2 separate regions of the Mus musculus genome follow, and region 1 is linked to region 2. The links are chromatin contacts, called in public promoter capture Hi-C maps. All regions are on one chromosome and are shown on one strand. Each heading gives the region's core, a stretch centred on a gene start, on an enhancer-like site or on the middle of the called end of the contact. The rest is flanking DNA. Distances are from core to core; before and after follow the strand shown. Region 1 holds the start of Wfdc21 (WAP four-disulfide core domain 21). Region 2 holds the start of Ccl3 (chemokine (C-C motif) ligand 3).

Evidence for each region. Promoter capture Hi-C pulls out the DNA fragments that hold promoters and counts their contacts.
Region 1: a promoter capture Hi-C map of macrophages shows a contact between it and region 2, with 10 read pairs. The contact joins the promoter of Wfdc21 here to the promoter of Ccl3 in region 2. A contact is called at or near these places in 22 of 39 promoter capture datasets (the 3T3-L1 cell line, 3T3-L1-derived adipocytes, the C10 cell line and 14 more), 2 of 15 datasets of contacts at CTCF or cohesin (the NIH/3T3 cell line and pro-B cells), 104 of 484 Hi-C or Micro-C datasets (the 3T3-L1 cell line, the 63-12 cell line, the AML12 cell line and 64 more), 17 of 115 datasets of contacts at active chromatin or transcription factors (the 230-238 cell line, CD8 T cells, DN3 thymocytes and 12 more) and 5 of 9 other capture datasets (adipose tissue, bone marrow-derived macrophages, liver and 2 more).

What each region holds. Positions count from the first base shown.
Region 1 is chr11:83,745,491-83,748,190 of GRCm38.p6, reverse strand. Wfdc21 (WAP four-disulfide core domain 21) reads right to left here and starts at 1,251. Exons shown (of 3, transcript NM_183249.2): 1 at 1,068-1,251. The coding sequence starts at 1,164.
Region 2 is chr11:83,647,944-83,650,643 of GRCm38.p6, reverse strand. Ccl3 (chemokine (C-C motif) ligand 3) reads left to right here and starts at 1,266. Exons shown (of 3, transcript NM_011337.2): 1 at 1,266-1,442; 2 at 1,964-2,075; 3 at 2,301-2,700. The coding sequence starts at 1,367. The coding sequence ends at 2,391. It also overlaps a transcript of Ccl4 not described here.

The DNA of each region.
Region 1 (2,700 bases), core at 2-2,501, 98 kb before region 2:
AGGTCTGGGCGAGTTTGGGAACAGGAGAAATAAATGTTGCAAAGGGCAAGCAGGCCATCAGGACCTGTGGATTTGGGATTTCACTTAATAAACTGAGAGAAGGTCATTTGGGAGGATTATCTGCTGCAAAGGCATAGACAGAACCAGGATCCAACTAGTAAGCACATCCAAGAAGGAAGAGGGGGTGGAGAGGGCTTCTGGGAAGCTTTTGCAATGGCAGGGCTGTGGAGTAATCAGGGATGGACACAGTGAGGCAACAGAGGGCAAAGGACGGAAGAGATGCAAACTGTTTCAAAAACAGGTAGTTGATGGAGTGAAGACGAGAGGCTAAACTCTATCTAAAGACATTTAGGGGCAAGCATTCAGTCCAAGATAATCCAGGGCTGGCTGGCTGTAGGATAGGGGTTGTGGGGTAGGGGTGGGCAGACAGCATCAGTCTGCAAAGGCGAGACTTTATTACAGAGGAGAGTGTGTCAGGAGTTTGATGAGGCTGTGGTCACAAAAGGGCTAAGGGAAGAATGGGCAGAGGATTAAGAGTAGTCCTTTGAGGCCAAATAAGATGGGGTGGATTGTGCTTGTAATCCCAGCATAGCAAGATGAAGCAGGAAGATTGCCATGTTGTTGAGGTCAGCCTGGGTTACACAGTCAGTTCCTGGCCAGCTTGGGCAAACATACAAACAAACAACAATGAAAACCCACGGCAACAAAACCCTTTCTGAGAATAATATTGGTAAAGAAGATTGAGATTGACCTGTGTCTAGCATAATTACAAGAATATTTTCTGTAGACAGGTCAAGGTAGACGCCAGTAGAGAAGGAGACGTCTGGGAGAGGGAGCTTGGCTGAGGAGCAAGCAGGAGGGGGGTCCAGTCAGGTGACCCAGGGAATGGAGAGAGGGAAAGCAGAAGAGGGATTCTGTTCTGGGGAATTCAGAGGTGACCATCAAGGAGGATCCTAAAGAGAACTCTTTCCTCCAGTTTCTCCCTCCTTCCTGCACACACTGGTTCTGGATGTCTTCTCACCCCTCACTTGAGGAAGAATAGTGCAACCGTGTTTGCCCAGACGTACCTAAAAGCTGCAGAGGTCTCACTGCAGCCTGCAGCTCCTGTACCTCTAGGCTGAGGGTGATGAGGGACACCAACAGAAGGAAGGCTCCTAGCTTCATGCTGCTGCTGAAGGATGTTAGCCAATACGCAGCAGGGCCAAGAGCTGCCAGAATTTAAACCTCTTCACCCACTGAGCTAGGCAGCAAGGCTAGGGGCGGGCCTGCACACCACAGAAGCCAAAGCCCCGCCTGGAAACCAGCATTGCCAGGGACACACACTATGTATGTCCTGGGTAGTGCCATCTTACTCAAGCCAAGCTCCGTGCCACAGAACACCCTCTGTTCCACAGATAGTCCTCCTAAAGTTGGAAAGCTGGGGTGGTAAGGGACTCTCGTTCCTTTTCAATGAAGTATTAGAGATCTACTCTGGGCCAGGAATGAGCTGTGATAAGGAATGTGTCCTCAGGGAATGACAATCCAGGAGCTGGGTGTCAGCTAGGACACCATCTGCTTTTGTACTTCTCTCTCCTTGCTCTAGGACAGTTGTTCCTGTAACTGAGGGCAGGGAGAGACCGTGGGAGAGCCAGTGGGGTGCGGCCACCTGTTGAGGAGACAGTAAGCCAGCGTCGTTCCCTCTGCCTTGATGCCATCATCTCTGCTGTTTGGAGCCTTCATTTTGGGGAACCCCAGCTGTCAATATCTACATCAAACCCTCCCAGGATGCCTCTCAGGCTGCACCACTGCTGTGCGACTTGGAGAGTGAGTGGGGTGAGAGTGACAACTAGCCCAGGTGTGAGCTTTCACTTCTTCCTTCTTGTAGACACGCCTGCTAATCCAGATGAGTGATTTGTAACTCAGACCATCTGTGGTTTGGGTGCCAGGGGAGATACCCTCTTCTTTCCCTGGTGGTGGGGGAGGAGCACACACAATGTGTCAATTTGATACAAGCTAGAGTTCCCAGAGAGAAAGGAGCCTCAGTGAAGAAGAGGCCTCTATGAGATCCAGCTCTAAGGCATTTTCTCAATTAGTGATCAATGGGAGAGGGCCCAGCCCATTGTGGGTGGTGCCATCCCTGGGCTGGTGGTGGTCCTAGCATCTCTAAGAAAGCAGACTGAGCAAGCCAGTAATCAGTTTCCTTCCATGGTTCTTGCCTCCAGGTTCCAGCCCTGCTTGAGTTCCTGTCCTGACTTCTTCCAATGATCTGGCAGTGTAAGCCAAAAAGCCCCTTTCCTCCCCAACTGGCTTTCTGGTCATGGTGTTTCATTGCAGTCATAGAAACCCTAAGTAAGACAAATACTGTAACTCATAAAATACCTTAACATGAAATGAGCTGGAAGCAGGGGGTAAGAGGGAGAGGGAGAAGTCACAGGATCAGTTTGTTGTGCCTTTGTAGGTGTCTGGGAAAATGGTTTATTTCAACAGTAGAGGGCAGGGGCCCTAAGTTTAATTCCTAGGAACACACACGCACACACGCACACGCACACGCACACGAGGGGAGAGAGGGAGGAAGAGAGGACTATCATTTCACAAGGACTATGGTTCCTAATTCTGGAGCTACAGGAAGAGTCTCTTCCTTTCATTTGTCACAGATCTTACATGCCACAAGCTGGAGGTCCTCTGACAAACAACTGATGCCATACACTGCTAGCTCTCTCA
Region 2 (2,700 bases), core at 17-2,516:
ATGATGCTACACACTTGTAATCCTAGCACTCCAGAGCCTGAGGCAGAAGGATCATAATTTTGACTACCTAGTGAGACCTTGTCTCAGAAGTTAAAAGCAATTAAAAGTAAAACACTGGATAACTGCTTACTTTTAAACTAGTGATATTGAAAATGCTTTAAACTAAGTGAGTACATGAGTATGTGAGAGGACAGGAAGATAATATCTCACCAAATAAAATTTAAAAATCTCAAAATATAAGAAAATTAACCACTCACAGGCCCATCTCACAAGTTTTAATAATTCTTTAAAGTTTTTATTTTTAGTGATTTTTTAAAAAAAAATTCCAGTATTATTTATTTATAATGCCTGGGTTTGGTGTGAAAAACTGTATATTTCCAGATATTTGTAGAATTCTTCACTTTGTAAAACTTGTACAATGTTTCTTGATATTTTTATCACCAATGTTATGAGTGTACTTATGTCATTTTAATTTTAAGAGCTTCATAAACAAGCAATCCAATGTATATACTATAATTTAATTTATAATTTTTTCATAGTGAAAGGTTTTGTTTCTTTAGTTTCAAGTTATAATGACAATGGACCAGCTGTCTCAATATTTAGAGATGGCTTTACATTTGGGTTGTTTCCCCAAAAATCTTTCCTAGAAAGGCTATTTCTAGCTTAATGGAAAAAATATTTTTAGGCTTCTCACATATTAACGCCCACACTTGAAGTATCTTTATGATCCACAACTAATGTTCAACCCAGTGGCCTAGTCACTTTGCGGCTGATGATTGGACAAATGTCTTAAATGTGACCGCGTCTTCCCCATTGCTCGAGCTGGAGATGCTTTTCCTCAGTCCCTCACTGTGGTGGTAGGAGGGGCTGTTGTGCCACCATCCACAGCTATTCTTCCATGTGGTTAGAGAAGCTGAGAAATAACGAGAGTTTCCGTTCCATGGCAAGGAATGGGTTTGGAGTGTTTATTCACAGAACGGTTCTCATGAGATGGGACCAGCTAAGAATAGCCCTGGGTTGACACTGTCCTACCTCCTCCTGCTCATAAGAGAAACTACTTCCCCACAAGAAGAAAGAATAGGTCACGAGTTGAGAGCTGAGACTTATATCTCAGAGATGCTATTCTTAGATATCCTGGGCCCCTGTGGTCACTGTGGACCCTGGGTTGTGTAATATCCATCATGACACCATTGCTGTGCTTAAAATTTTCCCTCCTCAGCCCCGGATTCCATTTCCTCATCTGCTAGGGCTACCTATAAGAGAAGGGGCATATGGCTTCAGACACCAGAAGGATACAAGCAGCAGCGAGTACCAGTCCCTTTTCTGTTCTGCTGACAAGCTCACCCTCTGTCACCTGCTCAACATCATGAAGGTCTCCACCACTGCCCTTGCTGTTCTTCTCTGTACCATGACACTCTGCAACCAAGTCTTCTCAGCGCCATGTGAGTCTACACTGCTACAGGAGGTGTCCCCAGTCTCTGGTCTAAGGCAGACCATAGCAGTCTTTTCTGTGGTTTCAGAGTCTACAAGAGAAAAGAAGCTGGTCTTTCTCTTTGAGATTTTTATTTTCCTCTCTATGGTGTGGAAGGGTCTAACCTTTTATAGGTACCCAGAACTTGAAATCACAGTAAGGATAGTGTTGTCATGTACTTACTAGCCAGCCCTGGGATTCTTAAGGAGCTCTGCCTCTGGGATGTCTTATGGTGATGCTCTGGTGTCTTCTTTGCTGACTTCTGGTATTAGAGAAAGCTGTGGGAAAGACACAGGGCAACACATAGAGAAAGAGAAAGCCCACAGTGAAAATATAGATAGAACAGAGACAGAAACAATGACATTTCTGGTCCCAAATGCCCAAATGCCTTCAGATCCTTAGCCTTCCAACTCCCACCCCAAGCACCTTCCTCGCCTCTTAAGTTGTTTTAGGTGTCCTACCCTGTTCAATGATGACTTTCTTCCCCTACAGATGGAGCTGACACCCCGACTGCCTGCTGCTTCTCCTACAGCCGGAAGATTCCACGCCAATTCATCGTTGACTATTTTGAAACCAGCAGCCTTTGCTCCCAGCCAGGTGTCATGTAAGTTCTGTTCTCGTGCTTTTCCTGATAAAGTGGGGTGAGGAACAGTGTAAGAGAGGGTTTTTCAGTCGTGGGGTGGGGGCGGGGGTGCAGTCACAAAAAGGGAAGCACAGGATCATCTAAAGGGTGCCAGTGAGAGGACGGGAGCGATGGAGAAACCACAGAGGAAGTCAGACTCTCCCATTGGATATTTAAGTTTTTTGACCCTTACCTCTCTCTGTGTAGTTTCCTGACTAAGAGAAACCGGCAGATCTGCGCTGACTCCAAAGAGACCTGGGTCCAAGAATACATCACTGACCTGGAACTGAATGCCTGAGAGTCTTGGAGGCAGCGAGGAACCCCCCAAACCTCCATGGGTCCCGTGTAGAGCAGGGGCTTGAGCCCCGGAACATTCCTGCCACCTGCATAGCTCCATCTCCTATAAGCTGTTTGCTGCCAAGTAGCCACATCGAGGGACTCTTCACTTGAAATTTTATTTAATTTAATCCTATTGGTTTAATACTATTTAATTTTGTAATTTATTTTATTGTCATACTTGTATTTGTGACTATTTATTCTGAAAGACTTCAGGACACGTTCCTCAACCCCCATCTCCCTCCCAGTTGGTCACACTGTTTGGTGACAG